2 separate regions of the Rattus norvegicus genome follow, and region 2 is linked to region 1. A link is a contact called in public Hi-C data. All regions are on one chromosome and are shown on one strand. Each heading gives the region's core, a stretch centred on a gene start, on an enhancer-like site or on the middle of the called end of the contact. The rest is flanking DNA. Distances are from core to core; before and after follow the strand shown. Region 1 holds the start of LOC120097427. Region 2 overlaps Pdgfrl (platelet-derived growth factor receptor-like).

What was found. A called contact is a pair of places that touch in the nucleus more often than the background predicts.
Region 2: a Hi-C map of Schwann cells shows a contact between it and region 1, with 12 times the contacts expected there. The contact joins the enhancer-like site here to the promoter of LOC120097427 in region 1. A contact is called at or near these places in 11 of 12 Hi-C or Micro-C datasets (the A7r5 cell line, Schwann cells, frontal cortex and 6 more) and 1 of 1 datasets of contacts at active chromatin or transcription factors (oligodendrocytes).

The regions. Positions count from the first base shown.
Region 1 is chr16:57,990,524-57,997,197 of GRCr8, reverse strand. It overlaps LOC120097427, which reads left to right and starts at 3,047. Exons shown (of 4, transcript XR_010058401.1): 1 at 3,047-3,381; 2 at 4,261-4,367; 3 at 6,238-6,335. It also overlaps a transcript of Mtus1 not described here.
Region 2 is chr16:58,077,072-58,083,745 of GRCr8, reverse strand. All of the region lies in intron 2 of Pdgfrl (platelet-derived growth factor receptor-like), which reads left to right. It also overlaps the pseudogene Elob-ps1. Among named protein-coding and RNA genes, the nearest start is that of Pdgfrl, 31 kb to the left of the region's middle. Within about 2 kb of position 4,050, at least 63 of the 93 cell types and tissues checked have an H3K27ac peak or open chromatin away from gene starts, as enhancers often do. A contact at or near this core is called in the A7r5 cell line, Schwann cells and prefrontal cortex, where this site is marked.

The DNA of each region.
Region 1 (6,674 bases), core at 1,798-4,297:
CCCATGTTCCGCTCCCAGCACCCTACATGTGACCCCTCACAGCCATCTCCAGTCCCAAGGGATCGGATACCTGCTGCTCACCCTTTCAGGCAGGATACCTGCATGTGATACACAGACATGCATGTAAGCAAAACACCCACACCCATGAAAATAAAGTAAGGTAAAATAAAAAAAAATAAATTTAAAATAAAGTTTATTTGAACTCTACTGTCATCACCTACCCCGTGCATGTTAATTATTAACCTTTTCTCTTGAATGCAGAAAGAGGCTGAAGTAATACAAATAATATCAGTGTGGAGGAAAACCAAATGCAGCTCCTGTTTGTAAAAAGCGCCCCCACCCCCAACAAAACAATGTGCTTAGAGACAAGCCTCAAACTGCTCGGTTTCGACTCTTTCCCAAACATCCTCTGCCCCCTGGTGGCCAGCTGGCATGGTGCAATGAAGAAAGGTGGCTTCTGCTGTTACTTTGTCAAGTCCTAAGGATCAGCACGAGGCAACGATGGCCAGAAAACCAGGGGAGCAAAGTTTAGTACTTAGGATGGAGCAGTAAATAAGGATTAGACTTTAGTTGGCTTTTGGTGGTAGTGGGCCTTTTGGTTTCTTGTTTTAGTCATTGTTTGTTTTACTTTACGTTTGTTTGCTCTTTGACTAGTAAAACTATTAACTACCAAGCCATCTCTCTAAGTCTCCATTTCCTCCTCCTATTTTAAAGAAGTCTGAAAAGTAATTTAAGAAGACCCTCTTCCTAGGCTCGTTCTGATCGTGCATATCTTGTCTAGAAAGCCATTCCTTATGCAATGGCTCCCAAATTCACATATACTCTGGTACAGAGTGTAAGCTCCTGGTCTTGATTCATCATCCACTAGGTACCGGGCTAAAGAAAAATCGGCCCAAAAGGAGAGTACACGCTTCAATCAGCTAACAGTTCTTTTCCCCGTTTCTTAGTCCTACATTTTTTTTTTCAGTTTCTTGTGTGTTCATCTTCCCTGTTATTAAGGCAAGAACACAAAATCTACCCTCAACAAATTTTAAACCTATGCTCCTTACTGTTAAACTGTGCTGTAACCGTGTATGTTGTCACAATGTCCTGATCTTTCAAAACTGAATCTCTCCACAACAGCAACTTCCCATTTCTTGGCCAGCACCACCAGGGCCGGGAAGCCATTACGTGTTATGCTGCTACAAAACCTAAAGATTTAGATACCAGTGTAATCGGTGTCAGCAAGACTCCCTTCTCCCTTCTGTGCACTGCACGCCCATGCATTTGTGCCTGTGAATGCCACATGTGCCACACGGTGCATGGAGAGGTCAGGGGACGCCTGTCGGGTGTCAGTCTTTTGATATCTATTGCTTGGGATGGTTTGTCCCTCTTTCTGTTGTGTTCGCCAGGGCACCTGGGCCACCAGTCCGCAGAGACGGTGTCTCCCCTCCCAACCTCCACCCATACCCCCAATTGCAAGAGTATGCAAAGAACATGGCAGATCAAATCTCCTTTCCATATCCTGATTTCACTTTGGGTAAATCAGCCATTATTGCAAAGTATGGCTTGCAAGCAGTCCCCTCTGTCTCGTGGGCCACCCGTCATGTTACCGACTGCCCCCCTTGCTAAGCAGAAGAGTTTGGGCTCCTCAGAGTCCCACTTGTCCCATTTTGCTTGCCACATTCTTCTGGTATCAATCTAAGAAATCATGGACAACGACAAAGCCATGAAGCTCTCCCCTCTGTCTTCTCCTGATTTTTCAGTTTTGAGTTTTACTGTAATTCACTGAGTTGTTTTCTGTGTATGGGGTGAGGTGAAGGTTCGAGTTCAGTGCACCCACAGACATCTACTTCTTCCCATACTATTCCTTAGAGAAATGATGGTTTCTCCACTTGGTAGTTTTTGGCAGTCTTGCCAAGGCTCAGCAGAGTGTGAGTAAACTGATTTGTTTCTGGGCTGTTCCATTCATTGCATTGGAATATGTATCTACCGTTGTGCCCACTTCAGACTGTTTTAATTATAGATTTGAAAGCAAGAATTACGGCACCTTCACCTTTCTTTGTTTTTGCCCCCCACAAGATTGGCATTGGAGTCTTATTTGGCTCGCCCTGAATTTCACGTAGTTACTTTTCTTTTTCAATTAAAAAGATGCAATATGGATTTTAACAGAGGTGTCTTAAGACAATAGGCCCTTTTAGCATCTATTGTGAGGCTGGCTCTGCCTTGCTGGTTTTTGAGAGCGCTACCCAGAGCAAATGTGGTGTCATTGTATGGCTTTGTTCTTACTACTGTTCGTAATGATTTGACAAAACAAAGCTCAAATCATGTGCTGTCATAATTATTGATCTCCTTTGTTATATGCATGTTACTGGAAAGACCTTCTATACCCAGGTCTGTATTTGTGGTGCTTTTATTTATCTCTACACTTAAAATGCTTCTGTGTACAATACATTCACGTGCCCTTGGTGAGGACATCTAGTGCCCGGCCAAAACGGTAGCCACTGCTGCAGTGGGATTCACTAAGCGATTCATTCCTCCCAACACAAAGCACCAGATTTTCCACGTATCCAAATGGGATCTGCTCTTTCAACGTGAGAGCCAAGTTGAGATCACCAACATGTAATAAGGAAGGACCGCAGGTGTACAGTGTGGCAGCATCTCATCCCCTCCCCAGAGTAGGTCTGCAGCTCAACCACCTCCTGACTTTGGAGCAAGGAGACGCAGAAAGCCACACGACCCTGGCCCATGTCTATGAAATGGCACAGGAGGAGGCATTCCCACTTGGCAAGGCAGACACCATGGCCCATGACAGGATGGTATATAAAACAGTCAAGAACTGTGTAAGCACAACTTGGGTTGGCTGAGGTATCCCGAACAGCAACTATGGGTGTCAGAGCCACATTTATAATAGTATGCTGTGGTGTGTGACAACCCCCTCCCAAATAGCAAGTGCGTTTTATTTAGAGCCGGTGCTGCCTAGAATCTCCTAATGTCATAACCTTTAAATGTCACAATGGCTAGAGCTCGGGGAGGGGGTTCATAGCTTTGGTGAGGTTTACCACTTGCTTCGAGGGTTTCCTGGGACTCAACACCCTGCGGTGGGGGGTGGGGTTACCTCCGATGTAAAGCCATGGGAAGTGAATGACAAGGATTGTCAGCCCTAACAGCAGTGGCCACTACCATGTGAGAGCCTGGGATGAAAATAGTCTCCACGGTCAGAACAATTCCCACACTGGGATTTATCTGCTCAACATTCCCATGCTGCCACACGAGAAACTCAAGCCCTAGAGAGGCTTAGCAAGTAGCCAGAGGTCAGGACAGAAATAGAAAGAAGGAGAACCAAGATTTACGCCAACCTCGGAGCCTCACAAGGTCAATCTTCTTTCATTGTCTTCTGAGGTAACAGAATTCTTTAAAATAACCGTTAAACTAAAATAATGATGGAACATTTCAAACATTTCACACACACACACATACACACACGCGCGCACACACACACACAAAAAAGCCAACCGGGGTCTAGAGAGATGGCTCAGAGATTTAGAGCACTACTAAAGAACACAGTTCACTTTCCAGAACCTACATGACAGCTCACAACTGTAATTCCAGATCTAGGGGATCTGACACTGTTCACAAAACACATGTTGGAAAAAAAAAAAAAACAACTTTACAACATTAAATTAAATACATAAAAGTTTTAAAAAATAATAAATTAATTAATTAAATTAAATTAAATCTGAGATTGACCAGAGACAGTATGACTGATGCTGTAATATTGTGGATCATATCAGAAACTAGTATGAAGCTTTATGGAAATAATATGATTATCTAAGCAACTCTAAAATGCATGTGCTTTAGTTTTTTTAATTCCCACTTTGAAGTATCTGTCACCAGAAAACTCCCCAAACAGAGATGATTGTAAAACAGCTCATAACGCGATCTCTGTGAACAGGATAGAGAACCAACTCAAGTACCCAAGAGGCTCGTTGTTATCACACTGGGTGACCCGTTAAACCCGATCACGCCGTGGCATGTAACCAAATGGAATGCCCATAGTTAAGTAGTTTTGCTTCCAAAGCCACACGGGGCAAACTTTCCTCATTAGGCTCGAATTCCAGGCCAGCCTTGGGCTGGGAAACTAACCAACCACCATTCTTACAGCTAACCGGAGGGACCCCGCGGCCCACAGATGAATTCTGTACTGACAACATGAGACTCTGTCTAACAGCTACTTTACATGTTCCTTTCTTTTTTCTGGCATTCTGTCCTGATGTGCAGTGGACTTGGAAGCCACATGACTCTGCTATCGCTGCAGTAAAAAGGAGAGCACATAGGCAGTGCATGGCCGGCTGCACACAGGCCTGCGTGTCATACATGGAAACCTGGTGAGCACATAAGAGCTTTAGATGCTCAAAAGGAAGTGCTGGGCTCTCAATGTAGTTCAATTTTACTTTAAGCTATAGGCTGCCCTAGAAATGTACATCCAACCGACAGTGTGCATGGAGGAAGTCAGAAACATAGAAAGCCTTGAATTGGTACAATTAGTTAAAAATTGTATCTTCAGACCATTTTACTATTAAAGATGACCCAGTTTAAAATAGCATGTATATCTGAAGGAGTGTCCAGTTGTATTTCATGTGAACCATGTTCAAAAAGTCATCTTAGGCTAAATCTACCTGTTTCATCTTCTGTTCGTCCTAAGCAGTTAGTTACACCTTAAAGCCTGAATTTTGACTTTTAACTATACAAGTAAAAGTAATTACAAATAAATTTCAATGTGTTTAATCGTTACTTTTCAAATGGAAATATTTTAATGTATTCATAAAATGGTCACTTGCCTGAATTAAAAGCTGTAAACAGACTCTTTCTCGAAGGACCTAGAATAGGACAGAAACAAAGACACGCTTCGTTAGAAATGCTACGCAAACCTCAAGCTATTTTGTAAACCACGGTGGGTTTCATTTTCCAAAAGCCCTTCTTTAACATCTAAATTTTAGGTTCCAGCTATCCACTGAGAAAACCCCAAGATGCAAACAACCTGATCAAGTACACTTTTTCAAATATAGATAATATAGTAAGTATCCACTTGTTGGTAGTAAGAATGCTATGAACTAGTCATCAAAAAAAGTATCCATTTTAAAAGGACAAACATGGTAGATTTGTAGTCAAGGACAATTAAAGTTCATTTAAATTTTAATTAACTTATTATTCATTCCGGTGTCTGAATCCAGGGCCCACAGATTGGGAGAGCACTCCACCACTGAAGTATACTCCAGCCAAAAGGGGCCCATCTCTTAGCGCTGAACTTGTGCTTTTCCTGTTGTACTGCACACAGGAATCAGGCTATACTTTGTCAAAGAAGGATGCTGGTGTGTGCCTTCCCAAGGGCCTGGCTTCTACTCAGTTGTGAAGAAAAATACGTGGGGGATGTTTCTCCAAACTAATGCCATATAGCATGCAGCCAGGAGCCATCCAGGTAGATGCTTGGAGAGCTATAAGTTCCAAGCTCAACATCAAATACTCATCAAGGGACTAACTATCTATAGAGGACTGGGTGGAACTGCCAGAGTCGATCTGTGGGAGAAGATCATCTCCCTTTAAAAGGTTGTGGCCATCATAAATGGAGGGACCTCTAGAAGATGCATATAGACTGCAGGGTTTTCAGGAGATCGGCATGTCCTGTTTGCACTCATCAGCGGGGTCTCTAACTCTGAAAATCACCTCAGGATCAAAGCTCTTTGAACGGAGTTTATTTTTATTTACTGTTGGGGGGTAGTATGGGGTTTTAAAAACCATGGTAAAAACCACAGTTTCGGATATTACTGCCATCTCAGCAGGGTCTATCTGGTGCCTCAGAGCTGTGTGCAAGACAAACGAGACCCAGATGGCACAGTGAATAACCGTCCCCCAACAGGACTCGCTCGCTCCACCCTCTGTTTTTGTTTTCTTCCTTCAACCCAGTAGGAAGAAAAAAATCATCGACCAATGTAGACTAGGTCAGCAGCAGCAAGTTAGCACATAGTCTTTCACACACGTGCCAGCATCCATCCATGCAAAGAGAGAGAAAACAGAGGGGAAGGCTGTGGTGGCTGCTTTCCCAATTTTCTGATATAAATATGGGTCTCAGCCATTCTTCCAGAAAAGCAAGCTTTCAAGGACCTGTAAGCAGAGTTTTGCCACACTCTGTGCTGTGACAAGACTTCACGGGAAGGCTGCAGGCTAAGTATACGCTACACACTGACTGTTCTCTCTCAGCAGCCACAGTGATGGTGAGGTGAACCACACAGAAGGATCAGGCACTGATGGCAGGGAGGAAAGAAGAGCAAGACCGTGGTCTTGAACAAGGCAAGCAGGTAACAGACATGAACCACGGGCACGCAGAGGAAATAAGCCATGCTCCTGCTCCTCTCTCTCATCCTAGAAGAACTGAACACTACCTTTATTTGTCAGTGTCCCCGAACATCTCTGTTCTACCTGTTTTTTCCCCTGAGATTTGTTTTCTTATTTTATGTGATGGGTGTTCTGCCTGCATGTGTGTGCGTGTATCTGTGTGTGTGTGTGTGTGTGTGTGTGTGTGTGTGTGTGTGTGTGTGTGTGTGTGTGTGGTGCCTGTGCGGCCCCGTAGACTGAGCCTCAGATCCCCAGATCTAGAATTACAGACAGTTTTTAGCTACCTTATGGGTGCTGGGAAT
Region 2 (6,674 bases), core at 2,801-5,300, 86 kb before region 1:
TGCACTGTATGTGTGCACTATGTGTATGCACTGCATGTGTGTGCTATATGTGTGCACTATATGTGTGCACTATGTGTATGCACTACGTGTGTACTATATGTGTGCACTATGTGAATGTACTGTATGTGTGTGCTATATGGGTGCACTGTATGTGTGTGCTATGTATGTAGCAAAAAGAGGGAAGGAAAGGCAGTCAACTCATCTCCTTTGCGCCTGACCATGGTGAATACAAATTGCTAGCGAGTTCATGTTTTCTCTCTCTTTTTTTCTATTTTCTTCCTATTTTTCCTAGATGGGATCTTGATATGTAGACAGGCTGACCTTGAACGCATGATTCTCTTGCCTCAGATGCCCCGGTGCTGAGATTATAGGCTTCACCACCAAAGCTCAACTTTGTTTTTGTTTTTGTTTTGTTTTGTTTGTCCTTAGACAGCTGACTTCCTTTTCTTTCAGCTATTGAGGTCATTACCTAATTCTGGGAGAAATCGGAGTCATGGGGTCCTGAACCTCCCTTTATCCTGCTTCCCGCTTCCCTGCTCTTACATCACCAGGAGGGAATCACCTTGGATGTTTGCGTCTTTCACGCCCACATCCAATCAAAGGTCTCGTCTCTTAGCAGAGATGGAGAAGGCCTCTGCCCTGGTGTTCCTGGGCACCCAGTGCAGTGCCTCCTGGCAAATGCAGGTTATCAGAGTGATGACAAGCGATGCTGTCAACAGGAGCTGAGAGCCGGTCTAGAGTTAGGTACCATGATCGATATGACCTGTAACCTGGGAACAAGCTTTAAAGACTTTACTTATTTACTTGTTTGTTCTTGTATGTGTCCACACAAGAGCCAGAAAGAGGCTTTCAACTCCTCATAACTGCAGCTATAGGTTTTGTGGAATCCCTGGCTTGTTACATGGGCACCAGGATCTAAACTCTGATCCTTGTGGCTGTGTAGCAAGAACTTCTAACCAGCCCCATCGCCGGACTTCCAAGCTGAAAAAAAAAAAAACAAAAAAAAACAAAAAAAACCCTTTAATGTGTTTGCTTAAGTTCCCCCTCCCTTTTTTGTCTTGTTTGTTCTTGTTGGGGAGAAAGTTGAGACAGGTCCTTCCTTTGTAACCCAAGCTGTCTTCATACTCGTGGCAATCCTCCTGCCTCTGTGTCCTAAGTACCAAGAATAACAGGCCTGGACTACCATCCTTGGCTTCTGTTGTTTTGAAAATTTGCCTTCTTTATTTTTATTTATTTTATTTGATATGTACTGGGGGTGGGGGTGGGGTGCCTTCATATATACTGTGTGCCTGCAGAAGCCAGAAGAGGGTGGTAGCAAATCCCTCTGGAACTGGAGTGAGCAGCCATGTGGGTACTGAGAATTGAGCCTTGGTCTTCGGGAAGACAGCCATTGCTGTTAGCCACTAAGCCTCGTTGTGTGCTTTGACACATAGTAATGACATATATTAGCGGAGGTGCAGCGGAATGATTTTATATGTGTACGTGATGTGTGTTAATCATATCAGACTATTTAGCATATTTATTACCTCATACGATTTCCATTTCTTTGTGCTGAGGACATTCACAACTAACTCTTCTTATATCCAAAAGCATTATTTGCCAATCACCCTACCAGCATTACCAGGAGGACCAAATCCCCCAGCCTATTGGAACTTTGTACCCACTGACCATTCTTTTCCTTTCTCCTTGCTCTTCCAGCATCTGGTAACCACTCTCAAGAGGCAAATGTCTCCCAGAGACAGATGGCCGGAGCTGCTGAGCCACAGAATAAGTCCAAAAACTTGGGCTGGTCCCTGATTTTGGCTGGCGCATCTGTGATAGATCCCATGGAATAAACTTAAATCCATGTCACTCTTGGCCTGGGGAAGCCAGTTTCAGGAGAGATATACTTGAGACATCCTAGGGTAGACTATATTAATACATCTAGTTTCAAGTTTAAGACTGAAAACTGGTCAGAGGAATGTACTTTGACTTCCTGTGATAGCTTCAAAGTGGGTCTTTTTCCAAATCATGTCATAATCAGAATGCCCACTAGGTGGCAGGCTTTATCGGCGTTACAATTGTCCTCAGTAAAAGATTGCAAATGAGGAGTGGCTAAACACTGCACAAACAAGGTCCCTCAGAGGCTACAGCAAATACTATGGTAGAGTTGGGTATCACTTCCACACTGAATCATTCCCAGTTGCGTAGACATTCCAACTCTTGAGACCCAAAAGGGGTGGGGGGGGGGGGCTGTTAACTTGAAAAAACAATCAGTGTGCATTGTAATTCACCATATGTTCAGGTTTCCTGATTTCTCTGCACCCTCCCCTTCTTCTGCTAATGTGCAAAGTCCCGTGGAGGCATGTGGCTATGAATTTATGTTAGATTAATACAGGTGATGTGCGCGAGGCTGACGGAAATCAGGAGGCAAAATCTCAAGCTGATATCTGAAAGTTGAGTAGCCCAGGGGAAAGAGGGGACAGACTGTAGAAGCCACCTAGAGCTAACAGCATCTGTAACTGTGAGGAAGTGTGTTGAAGGTAAAGTGGGCAGAGGTAATGGAGGAGGTGAAAGGGATTTACTCAGGAGGCGAGGGCTATGCCAAGAGGCAAGCAGGAAGCATACCAGGGCAGTCTTTCTCAGCCACTTAGAGCAATTTAGAGCGACAGACACACACGCACACGCACATGCACACACGCACACACATTATATGTATATAATGTGGCCCTCCCTTTAGTCCCAGCACTGGGAAGGCAGAAGCAGGTGGGGCTCTGTGAGTTCAAGGCCAGCCTGGTTTACATTTCAAGTTCTAGGTATAGTGAGATCCTGTCTCAACAATTAAAAACTAACAGCCAGGTAATGGTAGCACACTCCTTTAATCCCAGCACTCGGGATGTAGATAGATCTCTGAGCTCACAGCCAGCCTGATCTACAGAGCAAGTTTCATGACAGCCTGGAATACACAGAAAAACTGTCTTGAAAAAAAAAAATGACAGAAGCAGCCGCCGGGATGGACGCGTTTCTCATGATCCGGCGCCACAAGACCACCATCTTTACGGACACCAAGGATTCGAGCACCGTGTTCGAACTGAAGCGCATCGTCGAGGGCATCCTTACGCGGCCGCCAGAGGAGCAGTGGCTATACAAGGACAACCAGCTCCTCAATGATGGAAAAACTCTGGGCGAATTGGCTTCACCAGTCAGACAGCAAGGCCACAGGCCCCAGCCACCGTGGGCCCGGCCTTTGGAGCAGATGACACCTTCGAAGCGCTGCGCATCGAACCCTTCTCCAGCCTTCCGGAGCTTCCAGATGTGATGAAGCCACAGGATTCTGGAGGCAGTGCCAATGAACAAGCCGTGCAGGGAGGGCCCCAGACCTACCCCCGAGAAACCCATTCCCCCAATAAAAAAAAAGATTTGGCTGTCAAAAAAAAAAAAAAATGAAAGAAAGACAAGTGTAAAAGGGAGACTAACAAGCCACGATGTCTCTTCCCAGTCTGCGTGTGCCACAGTGAAACATCTAGTGAAAGAATGGTCCAGAGCATAGGATAAACTCCCGCTGGTTCATCAGCCCGGTTCATTTCCATCCGTGCTTCAAACATCCCCCTTCTTAAAATTCTTGGCACTCTTCTGAATCAGAAAACAAAGTAAGAAACTTGGAGTGTGTGGCCCAGCCAAAGGGTTAAATAAATCACTGGCGGGGAGGAGGAGGTGTGAGCTGGGCACCCTCAGCGAGGCAGCTGACAGGGTGGCCTACCCTAGACCTGCCCCGCAGGAAAAGTTAAAAACGGAAAAAAAAAAAAAAAAAAAAAAAAAAACCAGAAGGGTCCCAACATTGTCCTTCAGGATGTGTCTGTGGTGTGTGGTGTAGGATGTTAACATTTTTCAGTCAAGACCTGGAAGCTGGGAGGAGTGGGTGGGGCTCAGCTCTCTTTGAGGGCTGGTTCCTCTGAGAACAATAAACAGCTTTTAGGAGAAGAGAAGGCATCTGTATTTCCACTTGGCCGCCCAGAGCAACAGCTCACTCCACCCACAGACTACACAAAGGAGGGTGGGCCAGGGAAGCAGACCGTGGGCTGCAGGCCAGTCTCCTAAGCAGCCTGTCTCCTTAGCATACACAGGAAAAGGAGTCTATCTGAAGGGCATCTTCAAAGAAAGGAATGTGAGGGAGTATTTATGACCAGAAAGAACTCACTGTTGAGGAAGAAGGAACAGCATAATATGAACACCCACTGGTGGTATGTGGAGAGGGAAGCATCTTTCTTCCCCAACTACCGAGCTGTGGCAAAATATACACAAAAACCAGCCTTGAGACCGCTTTAATTGTGCTTACATATGCACCTCAGTACACATAAGGAAATTCGTTTTGTTAGGCGGACTTGTTTCAAATTCAAACTCTTTTTCCTTCAAAGCTGGGTTTTTCTGGCAGAACAGATAAAAATGATGTGGGTTCTGCTTCTCTTTCTCCTGATGTGGAGCTGTGGGTCCACACGAAAGTTGCTGTCCTAGTTAGCATCTCGACACAGCCTAGAGTCACCTGAGAGGAAAGCCTCTGTTGAGGAATTGCCTAGACCAGAGAGCCCCGTGGGCATTTCAGAAGGAGATTGTCTTGAATTTTGATAGAAGCCCTACCTGACTATGAGTGGCAGCATCCTTAGGACAGTAGTGGCCGTGGTAGGCTGGATAAGAAAAAATGCAAAGCTTGAGAGAAATCCAGCAAGCCGTGCTTCTTCCTGCTTCTCGTTCCTGCCCTGGCTTCTCTCAACCATAGACTCTAACCTGCATCCCCCCCCCCCCCCCCCCCCCCGCCAGCCTCCCTGAAGTTGCCCTGGGTCACAGCAGGAGCAAGAGTGAGCTGAACCCATTCTCAAGGGCCACACGTGGACCTTAGCAGCAGAGCACCAAGGTGCTGAGTTAAGTCCTCAGGGTGGCAAGACATCAAAAGTATGCGCTGTAGCCAACCTCTGACACCCATCTGCAAGTGAATTTCCACCCTGGAAATTAAAAATAAAGAACTCGCCCCACCCTAAAGGTAGGACATTCTATGGCACCAGAACAGGCCCCCACATGTCCCTAGAGATATGGTGGGAAGGCAGGGTACAAGTCTTCTCTAGGTGAACTGAATGTTCTGACGGTGTTAATGGTGCAGAAAAATCACGGCTATGTTCCTTTTGGGGCATGGGTGGGGGAGGGTAATAATAGAATCTGTCTCCTCTCCAGTTATCAGCATAGAATGAGGTCATGTGTGGAAAGCACTTGGCGTATGTAGTTAGCCTCTCCGTGAGGCTGAGCTATTTTTATTCATTCTATTGTATCCCATGGAGGCAAAGCACAGGGAAATGGCTGGTCTGTCAGAAGTTTCGGTCACCTGTCTCAGTCTTCTATAAACTAGATGTCCCAGACTGTAGTCTGGGTCTGGAGTATGCCCCAAAGCCTGGTGTCCAGCCAATGAGACTGTTGAGGTCTTTAGAAGTGGGACCTAGGGGAAGGAAATTAGACCATCAGAAATGTTTCTTTGAAGGGACTACTGATACACTGGTACCTCTCCAGCCCACCATCTCTCCCTGTGTGTGTGTGTGTGTGTGTGTGTGTGTGTGTGTGTGTGTACACTGTCTCTGTCTCTCTGTCTCTGTCTCTCTGTCTCTGTCTCTCTCTCTCAGCTTCTTAGGTTCCATAAAGTGTTTTATATATATATATATGTATATGTATATGTATGTATATGTATATGTATATGTATATGTATATGTATATGTATATGTATATATGTATATGTATATGTATATGTATATGTATATATGTATGTATATATTTATATATATATAAATTTTTTTTGCCATGTATTCCCACAATGATGTTCTCCACTGGGACCACCAAGTCATTATAGACTGAAACGCCCTAAATTGCCAGCCAAAATAAACCTTTCCTCATCAAAAGTTGATTCTCGTGGGTATTTTGCTGCATTTAGGAAAGGCGGACGTGCACAGTCCACAGCACCACAAAGTGCTGAAAGATTCTTGCTCACTGCCCTGGGGCACTCTGGGATCCAGACATGCAGTGCCCGCCCCTCACCCCTCCCCCACATCCACCCCCCCCCAGTGTCCACATATTTTGAAGGAAGGAGGAAATGCTTTCTGCTAACTTTTATTTCAAAAGAATGTTAAACAAATCCTCCCATTTCTTGAACGTTATGAAAAGTCTTTATGTGATTTTCCCAGATGTGCTGCAGGATATTAAAATATAAAAAAGAATGATGCTGGTAAAGTCAAGTCCATATGCTGAGTCAGACAGGCTAAGGCTACGACAAAACACTTGCAGATGACAGTCTTGGAGACAGTTTAGGGTGTCACTGAGCGACTCTGCCTGCTTTCCTAATGCAATCCTGCTTTAACACATGTGTCTACATGTGGGTGAGCTCTGGGGTTTTATTTGCAAAAAAAAGAAAAGGATGTTATTGAGGTATGAAGATTTTTTGCCAAGAATTTCAATATATGAAGTCTAAGTAAAACTCTTTAAAAGGTTTCTGCCAGACAAGGAAGGCAGAAAAGGAGACTAAAGGATAAGTTATAAAATGGAGAATTTTATGTTCTATGGTAAGCAACTGTTCAAAAGGCCATGCCACAAAAAGGGGCACACCAAGACGTCAGCGCTTCTCCTCTGTCATCTGGACCCAGCTTCTCTGACAGCTCCATCCA